Regions from separate parts of the Sus scrofa genome. Here region 2 is linked to region 1. The links are chromatin contacts, called in public HiChIP or PLAC-seq maps. All regions are on one chromosome and are shown on one strand. The core of a region is the stretch at or near the end of the contact, and the rest is flanking DNA. Distances in the headings are between cores, read along the strand shown. Region 1 holds the start of PIGY (phosphatidylinositol glycan anchor biosynthesis class Y). Region 2 holds the start of HERC6 (probable E3 ubiquitin-protein ligase HERC6).

Region 1 (3,750 bases), core at 891-3,390:
TAATTATGAATGGGATAAGAACAAGCCATCAGATGATGGCTGTGGGGGTGCTAATTTCCAACAAGCCACTTTGTTGAAATGTTTCTTCCGAGAGACCAGGTATAAATCAGAACCTTCAAAAAGCAGGGGAAGAACCAAAATACAAGAAAGAAGCCTCTTGCAGCTTAAACGTCACATAGTCCTAAACCTCTGACAAAGGCTAATAAGCAAAGCCTCTTTCCTGCAAAGTCTGGGTTTCCAGTATTTCCATGTGGCGGAGCTTTCGGACACACTCACTCAAGCATATCATGAGTTTAAATACCATCGTGGCTCCGGCTGCGTTAATTATGCCGGAAGAGTTTAATACCCATCCAAGTCCAGAGGTGGAAGAACACGTAAACGGGGATGGTGATGGGCAGGAGCAGACTGTAGAAGCACAGGCTGGCTGTGCTGGTGCAGCCCTGGGGGAAGCTCTCTTCCACGGAGGCGGAGTACAGCAGTCCTCCCAGAGAGACCAGGGGGACAAGGACAGTCAGCGTGGGAAGAGACAGAAACATTCTTCTCTCCCACCCACCACCCGCCACGCTGGCTTCTTCGAAGGTGGATGGTGTTTAGAAAATTTCCTTGTGTTGTGTTTACGTATGACCTAGTGCTGCTTCATTTCTTCTTGCTTCTTATTTTGATGTGTCATCCTAGCTGCCTGTGGTATCATATTAGGAATCCCGTCAATAATCGGATAGGCTATTCCCAGCTCTTCATTAATCAATTCATTTGTCGATGGTTCATATCTGAGGGGCAGAAGAAAACCAAAATGAATCCCGGAAGAGTCTGAGGTTCAATAAACAGTAACATTTATCCAATTCTTCACACAGTTAGAGCCAGAAAAGCAGAATTAGACTGTTTTTCATTCTAAAAGCAGCAGTAGCCAATTCAACCATTTCTCTTAGAAAAGGAATCTCTAATTGTTCCCATTTTAGTCTGTTTCTCTCATTTTCTTTTTCACGTTATTCTTAAGCTATGCCTTAGTGGAAAAAAAAAAAGAAAAGATCTCTCCTTTTCATCCAAATATTCCTTCATGACTCTTTTAAACCCTCAAACGATCCCAGCTAATTTACTACTGGAACAGACACGAGAGGAAAATTCAGCTTCTTCGCTTATCAGAACACCTGCCTCACTGATCCATGAGAAGGAAACCACGGAAGCAGCAATCTACCACCCAAAGGCAGCCACTGATGACACTGCGGTGTTTGCTAGTATTGTCCACGTTCAGGTTTAGCAGCCTGCAACTGCAGAGATGTTTATCCTAAAGAGTCTAGGTGAAAGGTTAAGAAGGCCTTTACAGAACCGGCTGGTCGAGAACTAAAAACCAAAGGGCCGCACACGTAGCTGATGCGCTTAAGATCCTACCCGGCGTTTTCGCAACAATCTGGAAGCTATCACATTTTTCATCGCCTTGCCTTAAAAATCTGAATGCCATGGATTAGTCTTCCGAATCCCGAGTTCATAACCCTGGCTGTACAGGAAGATCACTTGGGATCCTTTCAAGAAAATACGCAGTTGCTCTGGCTCGGCCCCAAGGCCTTCGGATTGAGCCCGGGTGGGGCGTTGCCTAGAGATCTGCGTTTTAAGAAGGATTCCCCCGAGATTCTAAAACGCTGCCGGCGGAGAAGCTGCCCGCCAGGATCCAGGCCTGCGAGTGGCCGGTTTGGTCCGGGAGGCCTGGGGCTCGGCTGGGGCCTCCTCCCGCCCTTCCCGCGGCGGAGCGAGTACCCGGGAAGCTGGCGGGCCCGGGTCCAAAACATGGCAGCGAAGAACACCCGGGTGACCTGAACGTCTCCCCGGCGACAGGGGGCCACCAGGGAAAAGCCGCAGCGGACGAATCTTACCTGAGCGGCTTCTTGGACAGCGGGCACACCAAGAACTCCAGCAGCGCCGGGTCGAAGGCGCGTGGCGGTTTCCCCTCCTTCTTGTTCTCGTCCGCGGACGGCCGCGAGCCCGAAGCGTGCAGGCACCTCCTGGCGACCGCGGACGGCGGCGCGCGTGTCCCTCGCAGCGCTAAGGCGAGCCGACCGCGCGCTCCGCTCAGCATGGTCTGGCCGCCGGCGCGCGGACCTCCGCACCCCCTGGGCCGCTCCGGCCGCTCCAGCCGATCCCGGGGAGTCCCGCCCAGGCGGCCAGGCCCCGCCCCCCGGTGCTCGGGAAACGCTGCCCCCGACGGCTGGAGGCCCGCTCTTTGGTTCCGAGGGCGCTCGGGACCCGACTGCTTTTCCCGCGGCACCGCTCGGTATGGAGAGCCCCGCCTGCAGCCTGGGCTTTCTGCGGCTCTTCCTGCCCGTTTGCAGGTTGCAGACAAAACCCACGCTCAAGTGGAGGCGTCCTGAGTTTTCACCAGGGCCTGTCGCAGGGCCTCCAGGAAGCCAGTGGCCGGACCTCAGAGTCACACAGTGATAGACTTGGACCTCCGTGGTTATCACCAAAAGGAGGTTTCCAACACACTGTCACACTGGGTATGTTAAAAAGCATTACTTGTTTTATGTGTATCTGTCAGTCTTTGCAGTACCACACTTCCTATAACCTTGTTTGGCTTTTTTTTTTTCTCCTTTCATTAAAAAAAATATAAGAACGGGAAAAGAATGGCTTAGTCCTCTTAAACTTAAGATGCCCAGTTTCTTACCCTGGGCTCAATGGCATAATAATAGCACCACTCATTTGCTTCTGTAAATGAGCTTGGAAACCGCAAGGAGTCTAAGTAACTGTGTCCTTTAATTAAGTGGGTGATCCACACAGTGGTTTTTTTCTCGCCCCGCATTTGCTTCTGACTCTCCCAGAAAATGATGCGGATTTGATCTCTTTCTTATAGTGTAGGAGGTAAGTGCCGGGGGTCCGGGCCTGACACCTTGGTCCCAGGTGCATCGTTTACTAGTTGTAGGGCTCCCGCAAATCTCCTAACTCCCCAGCTTTCTTTTCTTTTTCTTTTTTTTTTTTTTTTTTTTTTTTTTGTCTTTTTGCCATTTCTTGGGCCGCTCCCGCGGCATATGGAGGTTCCCGGGCTAGAGGTCGAATCGGAGCTGTAGCCGCCGGCCTACGCCAGAGCCACAGCCACGCGGGATCCGAGCCGCGTCTGCAACCTACACCACAGCTCACGGCAACGCCGGAACCTTGACCCACTGAGCAAGGGCAGGGACCAAACCCGCAACCTCATGGTTCCTAGTCGGATTCGTTAACCACTGCACCACGACGGGAACTCCCTCCCCAGCTTTCTTATCTGTGTAATTAGATTAATTATTGTTCCTACCTCATATAATTCCATCCTGGGGCTTAAAATGTGCTAATGAATGCAAAGAGTATTTAGAAAAATGCCTGTGGCAAATGAATGCTCAGTTAATGGCATATGTTGTCATTTTTATTTTCTCTATTCTTTGCAGCCCAGTATACTAGAAGATTCTTGGTTAGTCATCAAAATCCACCCCCTTTTTTTGTCCTTTTAGGGCCGCACCTGCAGCACATGAAAGTTCCCAAGCTAGATAGAGCTCAAATACGAGCTGCAGCTGCCAGCGTACACCAGAGCCACAGGAAAGCCAGATCTTAACCCATTGAGCGAGGTCAGGGATCAAACCCGCATCCTTATAGATACTAGTTGAGTTCGTAACCTGCTGAGCCACGAGGGGAACGTCCAAATTTTCTCGTTGTCTCGCTAAATATTGAATCTTTTCTTGCATCGTTGGGGCTTTACCACTTCACACTTTGAGCTCCTGGGAGGTGGGGATAGGA
Region 2 (3,750 bases), core at 714-3,213, 140 kb before region 1:
ATAATTATATTTTCTTTGTTCCTTGTTATACCCCTCGTGGATATTTGGTAAATATTTTAAAAAATTAACTGCAAGCTTTACCTAATTAATTCATCTAATAGTTATTGGGTATTTACGAAGGGCCACGCGCTGTTTTGTGTAACAGACCCGTCGCTAGGATTTGGTGTGGCTGCACAGGCTGGCTGGGCCATGGTGACACAGCAGAGCGGTACGGAGTGAGAGCAGTGTCACGTCGGGGGGAGCGTGGCTTCGGAGGTCATCGTCCGTTGCCCAGAAAGCCGTCCTGGATGTTGTGGAGTCCACGAAGCACTTCACAGAGATGGGGCATTTGAGACACACATCGTTTCATAAACAGAAAAGGCGAGAAGAAAACCCTCTTCTCGGAATGATACAGAATGAACAAAGGCGTGGATTTGGAAAAAATCAAGTAGGAAAAGGCGAGCTGTTCATTGTGACAGTAAACTGTGTGTGTGTGTGTGTGTGTGTGTGTGAGAGAGAGAGAGAGACAGAGACAGAGACAGAGACAGAGAGAAAGGGAGAGAGAGAATGAATGAATGAAATTGCAGTTACCAGCGAATCACAGAGGGCCTTAAATTACACACAGAAGATTTTGCGTTTATCATTCCATACCATTAGGCCGACCACCCTGCAAAAAGTTAAGTGACACGATCAGAACTGTGTTGACAGTCCTTGTTGACAGCACTTCCTGAAATCAGCCGTGCCGACAGGCGTCTCCGTTATGTGACCGTCAGAAGAGGCTAAGGAACACCCCCCAAAAGCTCAGGGGCTTATAAGAACAAAGATTTCTCTCTCATTTATAGTACATCGATTAGCTGCAACCCTGTTGAAGCTTGTTTGTTTTTTTTTTGTTTTGACCTGGGACCCAGAATGATGGAACAATCTCTATCTAGAAAATCACCAATTATTGTCATGGAGGAAAAAAGAGAGTAGGGAAAATAAGAACTGGCCCTTTTGAAAATGATTTTTATTTTTTCCACCATAGTCGACTTACAGTGTCTGCCAAGTACTGGCTCTTAAATGGTCTGCCTGGAAGACATTTCCTGCTTGCATGCCATTGGCCAGAGCAAATTCACATGCTCCAACTTGACGCCACAGGGTGGAGAGGACAGCAAATATTTTTGAATAATAACAATACAATCTACCAGTAAATTTCCCTTTTGCTTAGGCGAACTTAGGTCATGTTTTCCGTCACTCGCAACCCACAGAACCTTAACTGAGAAAACCCCTTGAAAGAATCAAATTAGATATTTTATATAAATTAGTCAACCCATGGTAAACATGATTATAGATGGGAGCTACGGTTTCCAAGTGCGTGAACACAGTCAACTGAGAATTCTACTTTTTCTAGAATTTTCTCTATTTCTTTATTCACTATCTCGCTGACATTTGAGTTCTTTTACTGTGGCACACACTGTACTTAGTACTGGGGACAGAAACTGCACATTACATTTACAGTTTTGTTCTCCAGGTGATTTTTTAAAATAAATTTATTTATTTATTTACTTACTTATTTATTTATTGCTCTTTAGGGCTGCACCTGCGGCATAGGGAGGTTCCCAGGCTAGGGGTCGAATCAGAGCTGTAGCCACCGGCCTGTGCCACAGCCACAGCCGCAGCCACGCCAGATCTGAGCAGTGTCTGTGACCTACACCGCAATTCACGGCCACACCGGATCCTTAACCCACTGAGTGGGGCCAGGGATTGAACCTGCGTCCTCATGGATGCTAGTCTGTTCGCTAACTGCTGAGCCATGACGGCAACTCCCAGAGTAATTCTTTTAAAGTTAAAGATCATATCACTTCTCTGCTCAAAAGTCTCCAAATGCTCCACTTCACCCTTCATCCCAGATATGAACATGACTCATTTCACTCATTTCCTTTCCCAGGCCCTTGGCTCTCTGCTCAAATGTCACTTCATCAGAGAGCCCTTCCCTGATATCTTATCAAAAACGCTAATTCTTTCTGTCCCTATCCTCTGTTCCTTTACTGTTTTATTTTTCTTCATGTGGCCACTTGACATTTTACTGTTTATTTGCATGTAAACAGGAGAATGAATACAAGCATCACGAGGATTTTGCACTTTCAGTGCCAAAAACAGTCTAGAAGAGGCATGCTGATGCTTTTACTAAGTACTCTAGGCATTATTCCAACACAATATTATCTATTAAATTATGTTAGATTTGCTGTATTACTGTCCACATTTCATTGGCATGGTAGCGGAGGCACAGAATCGTTAAGTATCTTGCTCAGAGTCGCACAGCTTGTAAACGGCTTAGCTAGGATGCAAATCCAGACGCTTTTCTTTTGGGGTCCCTCTGCTCCTTAGCACTTGCCGGCTTACGTTTGATTCCGAAAGCGGTTCGTGGGGAGGCGTCGGGATGACGAGTGCCGGGGCAGTGCTGGGGACAGAGGGCGGGGAGCGAGCTGGACCCCAGCGCGCTTTCAGCAAGGGCGCGGTTCACTTAGCCTGGTGTTTTCCGGAAAGTCAGCGCACATCCGTCTGACTTGCTGGCCGAGCGGGCAGGAGCGCAAGGACTCGGGCAGGCGGCTGTGTGCGGGAGCGCGATGTATTTCTGCTGGAGCGGGGACCGCCCCAGGTCGCAGAACCCGGGGCCGGCGGGCCCGGGAGGCGACGCGCTGCTGCAGGCGGCCAGCGGGGAGCGGCACTCTCTGCTGCTGCTGAGCAACGGCGCGGTCCAGTCGTGCGGGGACAACAGCCACGGCCAGCTGGGCCGGAAGGGCGTGCAGCGCGGGGAGCGACCAGGTGAGCGCCGGGACGCAGGTGCGGGGCGCGGGGTCAGGCAGGTGGCGGGGCTGGGAGCCTTGGGTCCGCCTGGCCATAGGAGCCGGGAGAACGGTGCTCCGCGCAGCCAGAGCGCAACTCACCAGTTTCGTTTTCCCGAGGAGCCTCGGGTTTGTTTCGGTTTCTAGTAGTTTTATTTTCAAAAGGAAACTGAAAGCCAAACTAAATTGGACTGCCTGCCTCTGAGCAAAGTTGCCTTTCGAGACCAGTCCTTACCTGCGCGAATCTATCTGAACAGAGTAACTTTCCAAACGTGCTTTGTGCTTTGGGCACCTGTAACTCCCTCAGAATTACTGTAGGGCCTCTTTTTTCCCTAAAATTAATGTACCTAATAGTAGTTAACATATGTATTATGTAAATATATGTGGTAGCGATTTTACTATCATTGTAGAAAAATAGGGAAAGAAATCGCTAATCATTGCAGTTCCCGTCCCGGCTCAGTGGTTACAACCCCCCCACTAGGATCCAAGAGGATGCAGGTTCCATCACTTAGTGGACTAAGCATCTGGAGTTGCCAGTGATGTGTGGTGTAGGCTGCAGACGCTGCTGGGATCCTGCATTGCTGTGGCTGTGGTGTAGGCTGGCAGTTGCAGCTCTGATTCAACCCCTAGCCTGGGAACTTCCATATGCAGAAGGTGCGGCCCTGAAAAGCAAAAACAAACAAACAACAACAACAAACAAAAAGAGAAATCACTAACAACAACAACAAAAAGAGAAATCACTAATAATTCTAACACCAGAAGACAACTCCTAATATTTTGATGCATTTCTATTTTGCCCTTTTTTATTATATTTTTGATTTTTATAAAATCTTGTCATTATACAGTTTTATATATGCAGAGCTTATATAACTGTAAGTTGCTTTTTCACGAAACATAATATCATGAACATATTTACCTTTTTTTTTTTTTTTTTGGTCTTTTTGCC

The links. HiChIP or PLAC-seq counts read pairs in DNA pulled down with a chosen protein or histone mark.
Region 2: an H3K27ac HiChIP or PLAC-seq map of alveolar macrophages shows a contact between it and region 1. The contact joins the promoter of HERC6 here to the promoter of PIGY in region 1. A contact is called at or near these places in 1 of 47 Hi-C or Micro-C datasets (embryonic fibroblasts) and 1 of 2 datasets of contacts at active chromatin or transcription factors (alveolar macrophages).

The regions. Positions count from the first base shown.
Region 1 is chr8:130,525,961-130,529,710 of Sscrofa11.1, reverse strand. PIGY (phosphatidylinositol glycan anchor biosynthesis class Y) reads right to left here and starts at 2,140. Exons shown (of 2, transcript NM_001271967.1): 1 at 1,866-2,140; 2 at 1-767. The coding sequence starts at 536. The coding sequence ends at 321. PYURF (PIGY upstream reading frame) reads right to left here and starts at 2,140. Exons shown (of 2, transcript NM_001271968.1): 1 at 1,866-2,140; 2 at 1-767. The coding sequence starts at 2,068. The coding sequence ends at 626.
Region 2 is chr8:130,663,804-130,667,553 of Sscrofa11.1, reverse strand. It overlaps HERC6 (probable E3 ubiquitin-protein ligase HERC6), which reads left to right and starts at 1,963. Exons shown (of 22, transcript XM_021100765.1): 1 at 1,963-2,784. The coding sequence starts at 2,586.